Regions from separate parts of the Mus musculus genome. Here region 1 is linked to region 2. Evidence: chromatin contacts called from public HiChIP or PLAC-seq data. All regions are on one chromosome and are shown on one strand. Each heading gives the region's core, a stretch centred on a gene start, on an enhancer-like site or on the middle of the called end of the contact. The rest is flanking DNA. Distances are from core to core; before and after follow the strand shown. Region 1 holds the start of Gpr107 (G protein-coupled receptor 107). Region 2 holds the start of Spout1 (SPOUT domain containing methyltransferase 1).

Evidence for each region. HiChIP or PLAC-seq counts read pairs in DNA pulled down with a chosen protein or histone mark.
Region 1: an H3K27ac HiChIP or PLAC-seq map of microglia shows a contact between it and region 2, with 5 times the contacts expected there. The contact joins the promoter of Gpr107 here to the promoter of Spout1 in region 2. A contact is called at or near these places in 1 of 39 promoter capture datasets (pre-B cells) and 1 of 115 datasets of contacts at active chromatin or transcription factors (microglia).

What each region holds. Positions count from the first base shown.
Region 1 is chr2:31,150,445-31,154,979 of GRCm38.p6, reverse strand. It overlaps Gpr107 (G protein-coupled receptor 107), which reads right to left and starts at 2,664. Exons shown (of 18, transcript NM_178760.4): 1 at 2,499-2,664. The coding sequence starts at 2,621. D330023K18Rik (RIKEN cDNA D330023K18 gene) reads left to right here and starts at 2,689. Exons shown (of 2, transcript NR_040334.1): 1 at 2,689-2,998; 2 at 3,730-3,931.
Region 2 is chr2:30,175,307-30,180,308 of GRCm38.p6, reverse strand. It overlaps Spout1 (SPOUT domain containing methyltransferase 1), which reads left to right and starts at 1,850. Exons shown (of 12, transcript NM_172660.4): 1 at 1,850-1,919; 2 at 2,344-2,389; 3 at 2,588-2,716; 4 at 2,827-2,986; 5 at 3,481-3,570; 6 at 3,645-3,694; 7 at 3,817-3,947; 8 at 4,318-4,390; 9 at 4,497-4,595. The coding sequence starts at 1,884.

The DNA of each region.
Region 1 (4,535 bases), core at 1,415-3,914, 970 kb before region 2:
AAAAAAGTTGCTTTTGAAAAATAAGGAATATATAGGAAGGTCAGAGAATAAGGGATGTAAGAAGACCAAGAAAACAAACGAAAGATGAAAAATAAAGAAAGGGAACTGAAAAGGAAAAGTTCTTTCTGTTTGTTTTCTGTTTGTTGAATTTATTTACAAAACTAAAGACATTGAGAACAGAGAAGTGACCTCAGCCAGGTGGAAGGCAGGATTGGCTGCTAATGGCTACAGAGGCACAGGACAGGCACATGGGAGTTTATTATGCAACTGTACCTACTCTGGTGCATTTGAAATTGTCCATGTTAAAACATATTTATAAGGATCAATGCTATAGAAATGGCTCGGCAGTTAAGAGGATTTATGGCACCTTGAAAAAGACCCAAGATCATTTCCCGGCACACATATGGGACAGCTTACAACTGCCTGTTACAACTGCCTGTTACTCCAGCTCCAAGGGACCTTCACATACATACATACACACACACACACACACACACACACACACACACACACACACACAGAGAGAGAGAGAGAAATGAATCTTTTTTTTTTTTAAATCAATGCATATTCCTGACATTTGGTGATCACTTCATGCACTTGCAAGCCTGGGTTTCTAACCTGCTCAAGCCTGTGCTTCCCAACTTCAAGCAGGGTAAGACCATCTTCTGCTTCTTTGGTGGACCCTCTGCTGGTAAATGTCCTCTCCTTAGATAACAAGTAAAGACTGTCCAAGAAAAAAGATTCTAGTACCAACTATAGGATAATCGTAGGGAGCATGTTACAAGAGAGAAAACCATCAAGGCATCTGACACAGAGAAGTCAACCACAGAACTTCACTAGGTTGGCACAAGAGAGGCCAACCACAGAACTACTCTAAGTTTGCTTCCACCACAGATAAAGGCTGGTATAGAAGGTTGGAATATACTGATCACTCAGGCTGGCCAATATAAAATACTGCCAGCGTTTACCTAGTGATACCAGACACCTGGCATTTAAACACTAGAAATGTTGGACAGGGAGCCAGGAGATGTGGTCCCAGTGTGTCTTGTTACAAGTAGTTTTGTTTCTAATTCCTAAGCTTTATAAACTCAGCTAAATTATATACCCAATAAAAACAATCTGCAAACCTCAAAATGCGAGACTTTAGAAATCAGGAGTTCTTACCCTCAGAGTGATGAATCTGCAAACTTGGATACCTTGATTAAACTGTACCAAGATTATGAAGCTACAGAAAGGCCAAGAAAGCTGTTAAGATGTAAGATGGTCTTACTTCAAAAAGCATTTCTCTGGGGAGAGTGCCTACAGCTTTCAGTGGATTTTATAAGGAGCCAAGATTGATCTGTCTTGCTGTAGGTAAGAGTCACTTTACTCAAGATCATTTGTTTGTTTGTTTTTCAAGACAGGGTTTCTCTGTATAGCCCCGACTGTCCTAGAACTCACTTTGTAGACCAGGCTGGCCTCGAACTCAGAAATCCGCCAGCCTCTGCCTCCCAAGTGCTGGGATTAAAGGCATGCGCCACTACCGCCCAGCTTCAAGATCATTTTAACAATCAAAAGCAGACAGCCCAAGTGTGCCTGTATGGATTTGGCCAGGTTTCAAATCTACAGTCTGTCTGGACCCTTTAAACGCTACATTCACAAGCCTTTATCCTTCACACCTAATGGAAAGTGTTTTTACAGACAGCTGTGTCCAGATCCGCAACTTCTTGGTACACTGACTATTAGGAAAATGTACAAGGCTTTGAGTCATAATGATGTCACTTTCTGTTCTCCAGGTATATTAACCGGCTGCCAATCCTGTGTAAGCCTTAGAGAACTTTCTACTGTGAGTTAGCTACCATAGCGGTTCTTGGTGGTCACTTCAGGCCTGTCATAAACATCTTCCTTAGGCAATGGCCATAGAGCGGGAATGAAAAAGGCCCACTACTTAGAAACACTTTGGATGCTGAGTTTAAATCCTCAGGCTTGTTCTTTCTTATTTTTTCTTCTTGAAACCAAGGCATGTATTTCAAGAGAGATTTGAATTCCTCTTGGGGATTCTGGCTTTGGTCAGTCAACCGAGCACCCTAAACCAAGCAAGGAAACAGGCTAAGATTCCGCACAACTTCAAAGCGCCAGATCAAGGAGCACAGAAGGGCGGAGATCGCGGACAAGAGAACTTGGAATTTAAGTTATGAAAGGGTGAATTAGGGAAGGTTGCCACCAACGTGGAATCCAGGGAAGCCAGCAGGAATCGCAGGAGTGGCCTCCCAGGTCTTTGGGTATTTAGGCCGCATCTGGGCCCCTTCCTCAGGACCTCAAACCTGCAGGGACCAGACTACCCGAGGAGGCCGCACGGCGTAGTCCATCCCTACGGGGCGGCGCAAACCCCCTGGCTCAGGGGCCGAACTTAGGAGATCCCGCTGGGCTGAAGTTGGCTCAGCCCGGGACAGCGGTCGCGCTCCCCCCACCCCCCCGTCGCCACTCCCTGATCCTGCCCCCAGCCTGCCAGGCCTTACTTTGAGCGCCAGGTGATGGACGCGGCCCAAGACGGGGTGGACCAGCAGCTCCAGCAACGCCAGCAGTCGTAGCAGCCGCAGGCAGAAGGAGCCGAAGCGGCCGAGGGGTACCGGGACGGCCATGTTTGTTCCAGCATCACCAGCTGCTTCCTCTCCCACCCACTTCCGGGTCAAAGTGCGTCGTCCCGGAGGTGCTCTGGAAGGGGGCGCGGCTGCCGCCTCCGAGGTCCTTGAGATCGTTTTACTGCAAAACGCAACTCTGGTCACGCAGGGACCTGAGCGGACCACCTCGGCACTCTTCAATTGGCCTCCCAGGACGGACTTCCGGCAAAGCCCCTGTGAGGACCCTGAAGCGTTTGCCATGACAACCATGGCGGGGCAAGTTCAAGCCGGGCCTCCTTTCTGCCTTGCCGGGCTTGGGGATTGAGGGGCCTGGACCAAAGTCTGGAACCCGCAATGTCCGCCACTGACCCTGGCGGATGATTGGACTGCCTTCGGTGGTAATAACTTAGAAATTGCTGGCCTGTCTTAGATTCCTTGACTTATTATCATCCTAGGCCCTTTACACAAACTTCAGCTTGAAATAGTTGCAGTAATAGGATTTATTGAGTCCATAGGAAGCCATCCACTAGGCTTTTTTTTTTTAAGTGGCATTTAATCTTTGGGACAATCTAATTATATAAGAGGTAGGTGTCAGGCTGTTCCTCTGTTCTACCTAAACTCTAAGAAATGGTCATTTTGGCCAGTCTGAGCTGGGGATCACATGCAGATTTTTAACTGATACGTCATTTTGTCTTGTGTGATTTCATGCCACCGCTGGAGTCTGAGCCTTAATGTTTTCTATTTTAGTCTCTTTGGAAACTTAGCTTCTAGTCCTTAACACTTAATGGAAGGACTTGGTTGTAGGTCCCTGGTACCAGGGCTTACAGGAAACACTCGTATTAAAATAGCTGATAACCAAGTTGGTTTAGTTCTTAGATTCTTGTTTTTAGCTGGACACACAAGTAACATATGCTTTTGTGTATGTGCATGTAATTATTTAAGCAAAATAGGACACAATAAAAACACAGGGAACTCTACTACCAGGCAGCTACCACTATGTAGGTGTGTGAACACCTATGACAGAATCAGATTCCTATAGCTTTTTAACTGGAACTAGTAACAGGATGTATTTTGAAGGTCTGGTTGGTTGCTTTTCTAAGTTTTTTATGTATGTGTGTGCCATGTATAGGTACCTGAGAGGACCAGAAGATGGTGTCAGATCCTCGGGAGCTGGAATTGCTGGCAGTTGTGTGTTGCCTGACATCATGAGTACTAGAAAGTTAACTCAGGTATCTATCTATAAGAGCAGTAAGTGCTCTTAACCACTGAGCAGTGTCTCTAACCCAACATGATAGATCTGTATATATAAATACATATAGATAGGAAATTAAGTTTGTTTTTATGTTGTTTGTGTGTTTATAAATGCCATGAGGTGTACCCATAGAGACCAGAAGGGGGCATCAGATCCCTGCAACTGAAGTTACCTTGGTTGTCAGCCATCCATTGTGCTTGCTGGGAACCCAAACTCCAGTCTTCTGGAAGAACAGGAACTCTTAGCTGCTGAGCCATCTCTTCAGCCCAATATGATATACTTTAATGCCACAAACTGTGAACTTCAACAAATTCACTTGGAGCCAGGAGGTGGTGGTACACATCTTTAATCCAAGCACTCAGAAAGCAGAGGCAGGCGAGTGGATATCTGAGTTCAAGGCCAACCAGAACTACTCAGAGAAACTTCGAATTGAAAACCCAAACAAACAAACAAACAAATCGATTTGTTGGGACTACACTGTCTAATTAAAAAAAAAAAATCGCCGGGCATGGTGGCGCACGCCTTTAATCCCAGCAGAGGCAGGCGGATTTCTGAGTTCGAGGCCAGCCTGGTCTACAAAGTGAGCTCCAGGACAGCCAGGGCTATACAAAGAAACCCTGTCTCGAAAAAACCAAAAAAAAAAAAGAAAAGAAAAAAAAAATCACTTGGGAAAATATGGAACT
Region 2 (5,002 bases), core at 601-3,100:
CCTCAGGCACCAGGCAAGACTCTGGTGCACACACATACATACAGACAAAACACTCATATAAATAAAGTCAAAATTCACACAGCAGGGTGCCCCACACCTGTAATTTCAGCTCCTGGGAGGATAAGGCAGGAGGATGGACATTATCTCAAAAAAACAAACCAAAGCAAGCAAAACAGACAAAAAGAAAGTATGACTAAAAGAGTGATGTAAACTGTAGTTGGCGGTAATAATGTGTCAGGATTGTTCCTCAACTGTAACAAAGTATCGGATCATTGTAAAATGTTAATACAAGCCGGGTGGGCGTGGTGGCACAAGTCTTTAATCCCAGCACTTGCTCGGCACACGCAGGAGGATCTCTGAGTTTGAGGGCATCCTGGTTTACATAGTAAGTTCCAGGACAGCCAGGGCTATATATTAAGGCCTGTTTCAAAAACAACAACAAAAAGTTAATATAAAACTATCAGGCAGAAAAGTTTTTTGGGGAGGAACCTGTTGGTGTTCTGGGTTATACAGGAGAGCAAAGAAAAGGAGACACTGCAGGACCTGTTAGGCTTCTCAGCAGCAGGGGCTCATCCTCTCAGGCATTGAACTTCACATATTTACCATTTTGCAGACCCTCCTTACTGTTACACAAAAGGTACTTGTAGCAAGTCAATTTCTGTATACCAAAACCTGCTACCTTATCTAGGCTTCTCTGAAGGAACCCTACCTAAGCAATACTCAGGCATAACCTACATTCCCAGGCATACCTAAGCAAGTCCCAGGAGACATCCTGGTTTGTCAGGTATGTCTCAGGACTAAGTTATGCAAAGGCTCTGAGAATCCTTGGAAGAGCAACCCCATAAAACCTCAGACAACAATCAATAACTTTACAAAAGGCTTCTTCAAACCCTAGGTACAATCCCTCTGGAATTCATGCCAGATACAATGGCTGCTATTATAGCAGCAGCTAAAAGTCTTCTGCAGGGACTTCTTTCAGTCCTATCTTCTCATTCTTTACTTAAAATGATTTTAAAGTAGACACAGAATGTTGATCAGTGATTTGCATGCTGGAGACCTTGGATTTGATCCAGGGCTGCCAAAAATCAATCAATCAATCAATCACAGCACTCAGGTGGTTGATGGAAGATTGAGTTTGAGGTCAGTCCAAGCTACATAGTAAGACCCTGTATCAATTTCTTTTTTAAAAAATTTAAAGTACTACATGCAAACAAATGAATTAAACTGATAAAGAATAAAGTCTGGGGCTGGCAAGATGGCTCAGCGGGTAAGAGCACCAATTGCTCTTCCAAAGGTCCTGAGTTCAAATCCCAGCAACCACATGGTGGCTCACAACCATCCGTAATGAGATCTGATGCCCTCTTCTGGCACGTCTGAAGACAGCTACAGTGTACTTATGTATAATAATAAATAAATCTTTTTAAAAAACCAAAAGAATAAAGTCTGGACGAGGCTGGGAATATAGCTCACTGGTGGAGCACTAAATTTAGCACGCGTCGGGCCTTAGCTGGAGTCCCAGGAAACTGAATGGATAAATAAAAAGAAAGTGCAAATGAACTGGATAAAGGTAGTCTTTTGTAATTTCCAATAGGGTGCCCTTACATAAAACATGGAAGCTAAATATCACCAGGGTACCTAACAATGGAAAGGGCGGCACATGAGCCTTACTGGGTTCGGACAGCGTAGTGCTGCGAACTCGTTGCCCTGGAGACAGGGTACCAACGCAGCAGCCTCCGCACTCGCACGTGGCGTTTCTGAGCTCCGCCTCAGCCTGGCACCCAGGACACGCCCCACTCTCCGCTGGGCCTCTGATTGGGCAGCTCCGCGGAGGTGTGGCCGGAAGAGGCGAGGCTAACTGGCAGGCGCGCGGTGGGCCTGGAAACATGGCGGAGCGCCCGAGGAAGCGTCCGTGTGGTCCGGTATGTGCGGACCGATGGGTTCCGGGCTAGGCCTGGAATCTGCAGCGTGTCACAGTGGTGTCGGCCCGGGTCTTCTGCTCTCTCCTCTCCCCTCGCCCCTCTCCCGTAGCCTGAGCTTGCAGAGTTAGCTGGTCCGATCTACATTCATTCGCGGGGCGACGGTGTCTTGAGTCCTCTCCTGGCTTATTTTCTGATTCCTAGGGCGACTTTATGGCCATACCTGTCTTCCCCTTGTCTCGGTTTCTTCTTTTGCCCAATGGGGATTCATTCCTCAGCTTCCCGGATCTGATCCCAGGCTTTGTGCACGGCGAGTCCCTGTGTACTTCTACCCTGGTTTGAGAGAGTCAGATGGCGGGAGGCCCGATGGGATGCGCCCCTCCTATGTGTGACCGGTCAGCCTCTCAATCTTCCTCCTTACTTGCAGGGTGAACATGGCCAAAGGGTTGAATGGCGAAAATGGAAACAGCAGAGTAAGTAAAAAGCTGAGGCCGGGTTGGGCAAGCGCACTGAGCCCTCCCTTTCCACAAACCAGCTAATGGCCCGACGAGCCCTCTTTGGGTCTCAGTGTATCCAAGTGAGTGGTGGCAGCCTCTCCAGAGCCTAGGCTAGCCCAGCGAGAAGGAACTCTCCTCCCCATGTCAAGTCCTTTCCCTCCAATAATTCTCCAGAAAAAGAGGAGAAAAAGAAGTGGAAGGACCTCAAGATAATGAAGAAACTGGAGCGGCAGCGTGCCCAAGAGGAAGAGGCTAAACGCCAGGAAGAGGAGGAAGAGGCGGCGGCCCAGAGGAGCAACCAAGGTAAGCAGCTGGGTCGTGAGGTAAGTTGAATCTCTGAGCCATGGGGACATGCAAGGGAGGGAAGGTCCACAGCCTGTCAGGCTGACAGGAACATCCCCTGTCCCTGCTAGGACGGCCTTACACTCTGAGTGTGGCCCTGCCAGGCTCCATCCTGGACAATGCCCAGTCACCTGAGCTCCGCACCTACCTGGCTGGCCAGATCGCCAGAGCCTGCACCATCTTCTGTGTGGATGAGATTGTGGTGTTCGATGAGGAGGGCCAAGATACCAAGTGAGAGTCTCTGGGGAGTGGGGAGGACCAGCAGGGGTGGCCATGGCTTTGTCCTGCTCCTTGTCACCTGCCTGGCTGCCTGGAAGGAGCTCTCAAAGGCAGCTGCAGACTCACTTTTTCTCACCCTTGGTGCTAGAGAGTGGACTCAGGGTTTTGCCCATGGTCTGTGCTGAGGCTCAGCACTTGGATGGTTTGGGTTGTGTTTAGCATTTCTTTATGGTGCTTGTGTACAAACACCAGTGTGGTTCTGGAGACCAGAAGGCCACTTGAGCTGAGCAGTGGTGGCACACGCCTTTCATCCCAGCACTCAGGAGGCAGAGGCAGGTGGATCTCTGAGAGTTCAGTGCCAGTCTGGTCTACAGAGCAAGGTCTGGGACTGCCAGGGCTATGCCAAGAAACCCTGTCCCCAAAAACAAATGAAAAAGAAAGAAAATAAAAAAAAAAGTATAATAAGCCCAGCACTTGGATCTTGAGGTCTGTCTTAATCTTTCCAGGAGTGTGGAAGGAGAATTCAGGGGAGTTGGCAAGAAAGGGCAGGCATGTGTCCAGCTGGCCCGCATCCTACAGTACCTGGAGTGTCCACAGTAAGTGTGAGGTGAGGGCAGTGGCTGGGAGGCAGCCTCCCCAGGATGGACCTGACAGATGCATTCCTCCCTAGGTACCTGAGAAAGGCGTTCTTCCCCAAGCACCAAGATCTGCAGTTTGCAGGTACAGCTAGTGTGCCTGCCCCATTTCCCATGACTCAGCCTTAGGCACCAAGATGGATCCAGGTGGGAACACAGGCTAGGGGTAGAGCCTGGTCCTATCATCACCTCCTGTTCCCTGCCCAGGAATCCTCAACCCCTTGGACAGCCCTCACCACATGCGTCAGGACGAAGAGTCTGAGTTTCGAGAAGGCGTCGTGGTGGACCGGCCCACCAAGGCAGGCCATGGCTCTTTGGTCAACTGTGGAATGAAGAAGGTAGGATTGGGAAGGTGGGCTGTGGTACACTTGGGGACACTTGCTAGCTATAAAAGGTAAGGACACATGAATGAGGAGACCTGAACTCCAGGCCTGCTGAGAAACACTAGTTATCCCAAAGTAGGGCTCAAGCTATGAGCCCCTCGAGGATGGAGAGGTGACTCAGTTTAAAGAGCACTGGCTACTCTTGCAGAGGACCCACATTCAGTGCCCAGCACCCACATGGCGGTTAACATCAGGTGGTTTCAGGGAATCTGGTGCCCTCTTGTGGCCTCCATGGACCCTGGACGGGGCAGGCTGACCTGGGTTATCTGACAACGTGTCCCCTTCACGGTGTGGCACTCACTCACTCCCTCTAGCTTCTCTTCAGGAGGTGAAGATTGACAAGAAACTGGACCCTGGACTTCGGGTGACCGTGCGACTGAACCAGCAGCAGCTCCCAGGTAGGGGGAGCTTCCTGGGCCCTTAGAGCTGCCTGGCTCAGAGCCTCTTCCAAGCCGCCTCTACCTACCAGTTTCCTTGGTCTTCATAGCCTGTTTTGTTTCCCAGAATGCAAGACATACAAAGGAACAGTTGTGTCATCACAGGACCCCCGCACCAAAGCTGGTCTCTACTGGGGCTACACTGTCCGGCTGGCCTCTTGCCTCAGTAAGAGCTGAATTCCCTTCCCTGAATGTCCATCTGTCCCACTTGTGAGACCCACAAGTCAGATCAGGGTCTCTGTCCTACCCAACTGTGTGTATGTTTAGGAGGTGCCTCCTCTAGCCTCTGGTCACATCTCTGGTACCCTAGTCTCCCTGAACATCTCTGTGAATGCTAAGAAATCTGAGAACAGGATGTGCTTGGCCCCCATCCTGTTGCAGTCTCAGCACTAGGGAGGCCAGCACAGGAATCTCACTGTCTGTCTGAGACCAGCTTAGATATGTCAGAGCGAGACCTTGCAGTCTCAAGACAAGTATCATGGCTGCTGAATGTTGTCTGGGGCTTGGGAGCTCCTTCTGCCTACCACAGCCAAGGTCAACTTCCCAAGAGCAGTAGGTGTCTTCTTTACCTGA